Linked DNA regions of Zea mays: region 1 is linked to region 2. A link is a contact called in public Hi-C data. All regions are on one chromosome and are shown on one strand. Each heading gives the region's core, a stretch centred on a gene start, on an enhancer-like site or on the middle of the called end of the contact. The rest is flanking DNA. Distances are from core to core; before and after follow the strand shown. Region 1 holds the start of LOC103627748 (ATP synthase delta chain, chloroplastic). Region 2 holds the start of LOC103628856 (exocyst complex component SEC6).

Region 1 (4,358 bases), core at 1,055-3,554, 240 kb before region 2:
AGGCGGCATGCCTCAGCAGTTAGGCTGTCTCCAGCAACGTCCTCTATATTCATCCTCTATATCCGTCCTTTACAGTCTCCTCTAAAAGATTTCATCCTTTATATCTCCTTCCTCTCCAACAACGTCCTCTAAATTACGTCCTCTATACTCAAATATCTATATTAAAGACATTTTTTATTTTTTATTTTTGTACATACGTATTTGTCATACTCTCAAATGTATTGTACATATTTTAGTTTTGCTAAACCGGTTATTTAAAGTATTCAAATGGATAAAGGACCGTTTAGAGAAACTCTATATATAGAGAATCCAGCAACGTTCTCTAAATTTAGAGAACCGTTTAGAGGACGTTGCTGGAGGGCGTAGAGGACCATTTGATTCTCTATATTTAGGGTACAGAACCGTTTAGGGTGCCTTATTGGAGCTAGCCTTAGTGCACACTCAGCCGACATGATCTTTACTTCCCGGTGGACATCATCCTCATCCCATGACTCTATCTCAGCTTGTATATACGATTGAGAGAAGAGGTGCACACTCAGCTATATAGATGAGTGTTTTAAAACATATTACAGTGTCTGTCTGTGTCTGTCAACCACAGGAAAAAAAAGGAGAAAGAACTACAGAGGTTCCCGCCAACCGAAACGCACAAAAATAGGGTCCGTTCATATATGTATCGGAGATTTGGAGCCACCACCGTTGATCCGCAGGTCTGAGTGACTGAAGGGGACAGGGCCAACATTCCCGCTTGGTTCCTTGAGACAGTAGCAGCTGCAAAGATGGAAAACCATTCCAGATCAGATTAATTCCCGAACAAATTGGCAATTCTGCAGCTCTAGGGAAGTTTGTAAATTTTGATTGCAAGCCTGGATGGAATATCCAAGTAAGAATCTTGGGCGTTTTGGTCGATATATGGGAATGGATTACTTGTGTGAGCATTCTGTACATTCTTCTTTCTGCTGAAGAATAATCACATCATTTCGAACCGTTTAATGCCCTCTTTGGAATGCGGGATGTTTTTGCTTGTGAAACTCGAAATTCCTGCGTTGCGTTCCAAGGGAGCACTGCAGTTATAGGAACTGGACACTAGTTTCTCTACTTCCTACACCGTTCATGTGAAATTTATGGTCACATCCTCCTCATTTCTATCACTTTCCTTATTTGAAACCAAATTTCTTGAATCCGGTATGCAGTGTATTCACCATTCATTCAAATATGAATCCTAAAATCCAGGTATGCAGCATTCACCATTCACTCAAAACATTCAACAACCAGAGAATGATACAGATGAATAGCAGAGCAGGGAGAGAGGCAGCAGAAAAAGGACCTATAGCTTCGAGGGCGAGGATGGACGCCTCAAGCCGGCCTCAGACTTCGAGCGGGACGGCGGGCAACTCGAACTCGGACGCGATCTCCTCGATCTGCTTCCGGACGCTCATGTCGATCAAGTTGGAGCCGTCGCGGCCGTACTGCACGGTGAAGCCGGCGATGAGCGCCGGGTCGAGCTGCGTCTTGAGGCGGACGTTCTTGGCGCCGGTCATCTTCTGGACGTGCTGCGCGATCTGCGCGAGGTCCTGCGACTCGAGCTGCACGACGGAGGTGACGGTGGCGACCTCGGTGCCGGTGAGCGAGTTGTAGACGTTCTCGAACTCGACGACGATCTGCGGCACGATGGACGCGCGGAAGTTGTCGACGACGACGTTGAGGAAGTTGACGACGTGCGGCTGCAGCTCGGACGACTTGGCGATCTCGCCGATGAGCTCGGCCTTCTCCTCGCGCGGGACGGTGGGGTTGTCGAAGAACTCGGCGACGGCCTCGTCGGCGAAGATCTTCTCCAGCTTCTCGAGGTCGGAGACCGTCTGCTCGAGGGTGCCGTTCTCGACGGCCACCTCCGACAGCGCGGACGCGTAGCTCTCCGCCGCGGCCTCGGCCGCGGCGCGGGGCCTGGCGAGGTCCCCGCGGCGGCGGCGGGGCGGGGCCAGGCGGAGGGAGGGGAGCCCCCGCGCCACGCTGGAGAAAGAGGCGGACCGGGGAGCCGATGGAGTCGCGCCGGAAGAGGCGGCGGCGGCGGCGGCGGGGCGGAGGGTGAAGGAGGCGAGGCGGAGCGCGGCCATCGCGTCGCGGAGCGTGCGGTCGGAGAGTGGACTCGTGGGGGAGTGCGGCCTCGCTCTTGTTCGGGAATCGGGACGGGACTAGGGAGGTGAGGTCTGGGGGGACGAGGAAGAGGAGGGCTTTGGGGGTGGGGAGCGGACGGACGGGATCGGGAGACCGCCAGATCGCACGGCGGTGGGGCTGGAGGGCGTCGCGTGGCCGGAGACATGTGGCTGGTGGTGGGATGAGGTGGATAAGAAATGGATGATGATTGTGCGTGTGCGTGCCGATGGCAGCACGATAGATGGCGGCTGCGCTGGGGCCTGAGGATTGGCTGTGGACTGTGGTTGAGGAAGTGAATACGGAAAAAAAAATGTGAAGCAACTGTCTCTGTTCCACGTTGACATCAGTCAAATTTTTTGTAGCCTGAACCCACTTTCAATTGGGGAAAATGCAACTGCAAGTTTCTGCTGGCGAATGGAGAGGAAGAAACGCAGAATTGAGTTGTCAAACAGGCTTGGCTTGATCCAAGCTTCGTACGGAGTATCTGCCATTGCTGGGACATCGGTATCAATATCAATAGTATAGCGTACCTTAATTGCGAATTCTCGTGTTTTCTGTTTCTCTCTGTATTGTGATGATTAGGACCATATGTTCACTGAAAACTGAATTCCGATGTTTTGACATAGCTGCTGCAAGTTCTTCGCTTAAAAAATCATAATACAGTTACTGCCACTGCGACTGCGACTGAGACTGACACATCTACTTTTATGTTGTGGATGGGTTTAAATTTTTATGCCAACTCATCATATGCACTAACTTGTCATAATGGTAAATACGAATCAAATTCAGATAAAACTATCACTCCATCAGTGCGTGTGTGTGCACGCGAGTGCCTCCGTCCACCCCCAGCTCCATCCATCAGTACTAGTTTGGAAACTCAAATCCCCTTCAGGATTGAAGGAGATTGGAGTGAAAACTAGTTCATTTTCACCTTAATCTCCTTCAATCCCGAAGAAGATTTGAGGTTTCCAAAGTAATCCACAGTCTATTTATGTGGACTGGATGTAAGGGACTATTTGTGTGAATGGCGCTGAAGCTCGTGTTCCGAACATGTCAGAGTCTCATAGTTGCACATTGGCATTCTATTTCTAGCACAAAATGTCAATCACTTTGGGTAAAATTCGATTAACATGACACAAAACGACATTTTTCTTGGATAGCCTTAGAGGGCGTTTAGTTTTTATGGACTAATTTTTAGGCCTCTTGTTTTTGAGACTAAAGATTAGTCACTTCATTCTAGTCTTATTTAGTCTCTAAATTGTTAAATGACGGGGACTAAAACAATAACTAAATTGCTTTAGTCTCTAGTCCCTCAAGGAATGACTAAAAGAGACTAAAGCATATTAATTTCACTTTTTGCCCCTCATTTATTTCAGTTACGCTAATTGCGACATAATACTAGAGAGATTTTGGTCTTCTTATGATTCATTTAATGTGCTCTGAATACTTTTAGTCCCTACAACCAAACAAGATAGAGACTAAACTTGAGTCCCATAACTACACTTTAGTTCCTAGAATAAAGGAACCAAACAGTCACTTAGTTTCTCTATTTTATTTCATTTTAGTCACAAAATTGCTAAATACAAAAACTAACACTCTAGTTTAGTTTTTGTATTTGATAGTTTAAGGATTAAAATAGAATAAAATAGAAAGATTACAAATTAGTCCCTGAAAACCAAACACCCCTTAGGAAACCATCATGAACTGTTTTGGATTGAGAAAGCGATGGAATGCACGCAGCATATGGTTAGAGGAAAGGCAGAAGCACTTGATGCAGTGACTTCTGATTACATCCATAACTGAAAGCCCCGATAACTGGTATTCGATGTTCACCTAGCTAAGAATATATTCAAAGACCCATAGTTCGTTGGTGATCATCACAAAAAAAGAACCATGACAGAAACTAACATAAATTTCTAAATCGACCATATCATTATGCATACCAGTAGCATGAGTTGAAGCATGATAAAATTCATCATCTGTATCCAAAACAAAGGTATGTAAAACTGACAGCATCGTGCTTTGGTCATCATAAGTTCCAACTCAGTATACTGAAGAGTTTGTGATCCAAATTCTGCATATGGAGGTTGTGTTGGCGAGCGGAGGGGAGGTCCATCACCGGGAGGCTTGGGCTGGAGCGGAGGTCAAAGAGTGACTTGTTGGATATGTTGATTCTGATCATAGAGCAGATTTGGACAAGAGAAGAT
Region 2 (4,717 bases), core at 1,820-4,319:
CGACCTCAACAAAGGAGGTAAGTCCGTTGATCAAAAAGCATACCGGTCCATGATAGGTTCTTTGCTCTATTTATGTGCTAGTAGACCGGATATTATGCTTAGCGTATGCATGTGTGCCAGATTTCAATCCGCTCCGAAGGAGTGTCACTTAGTGGATGTGAAGCGAATTCTTCGATATTTAGTCGCTACGCCTTGCTTCGGGATCTGGTATCCAAAGGGGTCTAACTTTGACTTGATTGGGTACTCAGATTCCGACTATGCTGGATGTAAGGTCGATAGGAAGAGTACATCGGGGACGTGCCAATTCTTAGGAAGGTCCCTGGTGTCATGGAACTCTAAGAAACAAACTTCCGTTGCCCTATCCACCGCTGAGGCCGAGTATGTTGCCGCAGGACAGTGTTGCACGCAACTACTTTGGATGAGGCAAACCCTCCGGGACTTTGGCTACAATCTGAGCAAAGTCCCACTCCTATGTGATAATGAGAGTGCCATCCGCATGGCGGAAAATCCTGTTGAACACAGCCGCACAAAGCACATTGACATCCGGCATCACTTTTTGAGAGACCACCAGCAAAAGGGAGATATCGAAGTGTTTCATGTTAGCACCGAGAACCAGCTAGCCGATATCTTTACCAAGCCTCTAGATGAGAAGACCTTTTGCAGGTTGCGTAGTGAGCTCAATATCTTAGATTCGCGGAACTTGGATTGATTTATAGCATACATGTGTTTATGCCTTTGATCATGTTCCTTATGCATTTTGTTGCTCAGTTATGGTGCTCAAGTTGTCCAAACACTCCCTGGACCTCACAAGTCCGTTGCAAAGTGATGCACATGTTTAGGGGGAGATGTGTTACAACTTGACCCTTTGAGACTAACCATGTGCTTGAGTTTGATGCTTTAGTCTCAAAGAAGGATTGAAAGGGAACAGGTGGACTTGGACCATGAAAGACTTCCACTGCACTCCGATGAGAGGGTAACTTATTCCAAGTTCATCTCATGTACTCTTATTGCCTTTGTATTCTTATTGAAGATTTTGGTGAGCCAATGGGGTTAAAGGGCCAAGATTGATCCCGTTTTGGTGCTTGATGCCAAAGGGGGAGAAAATAAAGGCCAAAGCAATAAATGGATTAGCTACCACTTGAGAAATTTTGAAAATAGTAGATTAGAGCTTTTGGTTTGACAAAACTCTTTTATTGTCTTTTATGTCAAAAGTTGGCCTCTTGTGGGGAGAAGTGTTGATTATGGGAAAAAGGGGGAGTTTTTTGAAATCCTTGATCAAATTTCTTTGGAAAACCTCTCTTTATGTCTCTACAAGTGGTTTTGACTTAGAGATAGGAATTTGAGTTTTGATTTGCAAAACAAACCAAGTGGTGGCATAGAGTGATCCATATATGTCAAATTGAATCAAAACAATTTTGAGTCTTATTTGAATTGTTTTTGTACTTGTTCTACTTGCTTTATGTTGTGTTGGCATAAATCACCAAAAAGGGGGAGATTGAAAGGGAAATGTGCCCTTGGGCCATTTCTAAGTGTTTTGGTGATTTAGTGTCCAACACAAGTGTCTAAGTCTAAAAAAGGTGGACAAAGTACAAATCAAGAATAAAGGTGTGTTTCTCAGACTTAGTACATTGTTTTATGGACTAATGTATTGTGTCTAAGTGCTGGAAACAGGAAAAATCAAATTGGAAATGTCTTGGCTCGAGCAGCCAAGAATCTGCTGAGTCTGGGAGCACCGGACTGTCCGGTGGTGCACCGGACAGTGTTCGGTGCGCCAGGCTGGCTCGAGCGAAGTGGCCGCTCTCGGGAATTCACCGGCGACGTACGGCTAAAATTCACCGGACTGTCCGGTGTGCACCGGACTGTCCGGTGAGCCAACGGTCGGCCGAGCCAACGGTCGGCCGCGCAATCTGCGCGAGACACGTGGTTGAGCCAACGGCTAGAAGATGGCACCAGACTGTCCGGTGTGCACCGGACATGTCCGGTGCACCAACGGCTCCAAGTCTGCCAACGGTCGGCTTCGCTATTTAAGGAAGGAAATCAGGCACCGGACAGTGTCCGGTGTGCACCGGACTGTCCGGTGCCCCCGATGACAGAAGGCAATAATGGCTTTCCAGATTTGTGCTCAACGGCTCATAGCTGCCTTGGGGCTATAAAAGGGACCCCTAGGCGCATGGAGGAGAACACCAAGCATCCTTTGAGCATTGTTGATCACTCACACTTCATTCTTGCGCACTTGTTCGACATTCTAGTGATTTGAGCTCCGTTCTAGTGTGCTAGTCTCTTGAGCTCAAGTCTGGGTTTTGTGTGTGCGTATTCGTTGTGATCTTTGTGTCGTGTGTGAGTTGCTAATCCCTCCCTTGCTCCGTGATTCTTTGTGAACATCTTTTGCAAATGCGAGAGGCTCCAAGCTGTGGAGATTCCTCGCAAGTGGGATTAAGAAAAGCAAAGCAACACCGTGGTATTCAAGTTGGTCTTTGGACCGCTTGAGAGGGGTTGATTGCAACCCTCGTCCGTTGGGACGCCACAACGTGGAGTAGGCAAGCGTTGGTCTTGGCCGAACCACGGGATAACCACCGTGCCATCTCTGTGATTGATATCTCTTGGTTATTGTGTTGTGTTGAGATCCTTCTCTAGCCGAGCCATTGGCAATTTTGCCATTATCATTTGTGGGCTTCGCCAATATGCCATCGGACCCACAAATCATAGACACAGACGGTCCCACCAATCATAGACACGGGATGGCATAATAACAGGCAGCCAAAATTGAGAGTGGCAAAATAGCAAATTTCTCTCTCTAGCCACTTGGCAAATTACTGTGCTAACAATTAATCAAGTTTTGTGGCTTAAGATTTTGAAGTGTTACAGGATCACCTATTCACCCCCTCTAGGTGCTCTCAATTATTAACAAATAAAATGTTGTAAATGATGTAGAAACTAATTTAAGATATTAGTATGTTTGAGTCTCTTTATGGTATATCTTATATTTCTCTGATAAAACTTTTAAAAATTGGATATTGCTGAAGTTTGTTATAGATTAATCTCTATATTTCAAGATAGAGTATTGATTTAAGTTACTGTCCGATATTTAAAATGGGATACACCCAATTCTTGCTTCAACCACCAGCACCAGGACGGAAGCCCACACCATACCATACCATATCACACCAGCCTTCCTCGCGATCTCTCCGTCTCCCGTCCCCACCGCGCCCTCCTCCCCACCGGATTCGGAGGCGATTCACGGGGCCGGTGCGCAGGTTGCTGCTGCGCATCCGCGGAGGTTGACTACCATGGAGGATCTGGGCATCGAGGCGAAGGAGGCCGCGGTGCGCGAGGTGGCGAAGCTGCTCCCGCTCCCGGAGCTCCTCTCTTCTATCGCCTCCATTAAATCTGACTACCTCGCGCGGCAGCAGGTGACGTGATCCACCCCGATACCTCACAATTCTACTCGCGGCGCTGCCGCTAATTGCAACGGAATCTGAGTTGGGCAAATCCGGATTCTCATTTTCAATCTGGTCGCACGGACCTCTCCATGTAGTTTTTGTCCTTCGTTCCGAACCCAAATACGCTGTTCTGTTATGGTTGGAATTTAGTCATGACGTGAATCTTAGTCTTGTTCCCAGCTTATTGTGACCACATTCGCGAAATTACGACTAATGACTAAGTTATTATGTGCCATGAGCTTTCTTATAGTACCACATCTAGGAGTGGGTGACTGTGTTCAATTCTATCTGCAGTCAATATAGGCAATATGTTCATGCGAATCGGCGATGTGAGATGACACTATGTGCTGCAATATTCTGGGCTAGCTCAAATATTTAGCTGAATCAGAGATCTCTCTGGTTATGGTGAAGTCTTGCACAATTTTTTTAAACAATTTATCTTTTATGCAAAGCTGGAACTGATAAGTTTAAAAGCACAGACAATTGGTTCAAACCTTGATGAGCTATCTTCAGCTTTGATATATACGGTTGTTTCTGTTCAGCAGTGTCAGACTAAGGTGCTAGCAAGCTGTTACAGTGTTATGTTAATATAGTTTGATACTCACGCTTTCAGTTATTTATCTGGAACTCACATTCCTTCCATACAAGTTATATTTAAAATTTGATTAACAAATATGGCTAGTGGAGAGATAAACCTGAACAAAACAATGAGATGACATGATTGGGGCCTTTCCCTCTTTTCGTTTGCTTGCTTTTTTGTCAGTCTACCTGCTTTTGTATTTCACTTTAGGACAATGTTTGAACTGTAAACATACAAAATTCAACCTGCTAATTTGAAATATTTTTCAGTTTCCACACCAACTAAAAATCAAATGCACATTGACCATTGAAGTATCTCCTGTCTTCCATTGACAAACAACAAATAACAAAATGCCTTTTCTTAGCCCTAAGCTGGTTGAGGTGGGATTTTGTTTATCTAGTCACCCTGCTTTTATGCTTGTTCTATTTCTTTGTATTTTGTTTTCTTGACTATAAGCTAGCTACATATTGGGGTTGCCTCAGGCTATTGTTGAAAATATTTAGAGGCGTTTGGACGTAGATATTGGAGGTGCTGGAATTGAACTGTATGCAGTACCAAATCAGCCTTGTTTTGGAAATGACTTACAATGGCAAATGTACCATTTGGATGTACACGTGGAGAGGGTTGGGGCGGCGAGGAAGGTGTCAGGGTTGGGGCTCAGGGCACATGCATGGAGAGGAACAGGGCAGCAAGGAAT

Evidence for each region. Hi-C and Micro-C count contacts between places; a contact is called where the count stands out from the background.
Region 1: a Hi-C map of leaf shows a contact between it and region 2, with 5 times the contacts expected there. The contact joins the promoter of LOC103627748 here to the promoter of LOC103628856 in region 2. A contact is called at or near these places in 8 of 25 Hi-C or Micro-C datasets (bundle sheath, ear, leaf and 3 more).

Annotation. Positions count from the first base shown.
Region 1 is chr5:216,316,491-216,320,848 of Zm-B73-REFERENCE-NAM-5.0, reverse strand. It overlaps LOC103627748 (ATP synthase delta chain, chloroplastic), which reads right to left and starts at 2,304. Exons shown (of 2, transcript NM_001320850.1): 1 at 1,325-2,304; 2 at 529-768. The coding sequence starts at 2,111. The coding sequence ends at 1,365.
Region 2 is chr5:216,080,854-216,085,570 of Zm-B73-REFERENCE-NAM-5.0, reverse strand. LOC103628856 (exocyst complex component SEC6) reads left to right here and starts at 3,069. Exons shown (of 25, transcript XM_020538694.2): 1 at 3,069-3,410. The coding sequence starts at 3,288.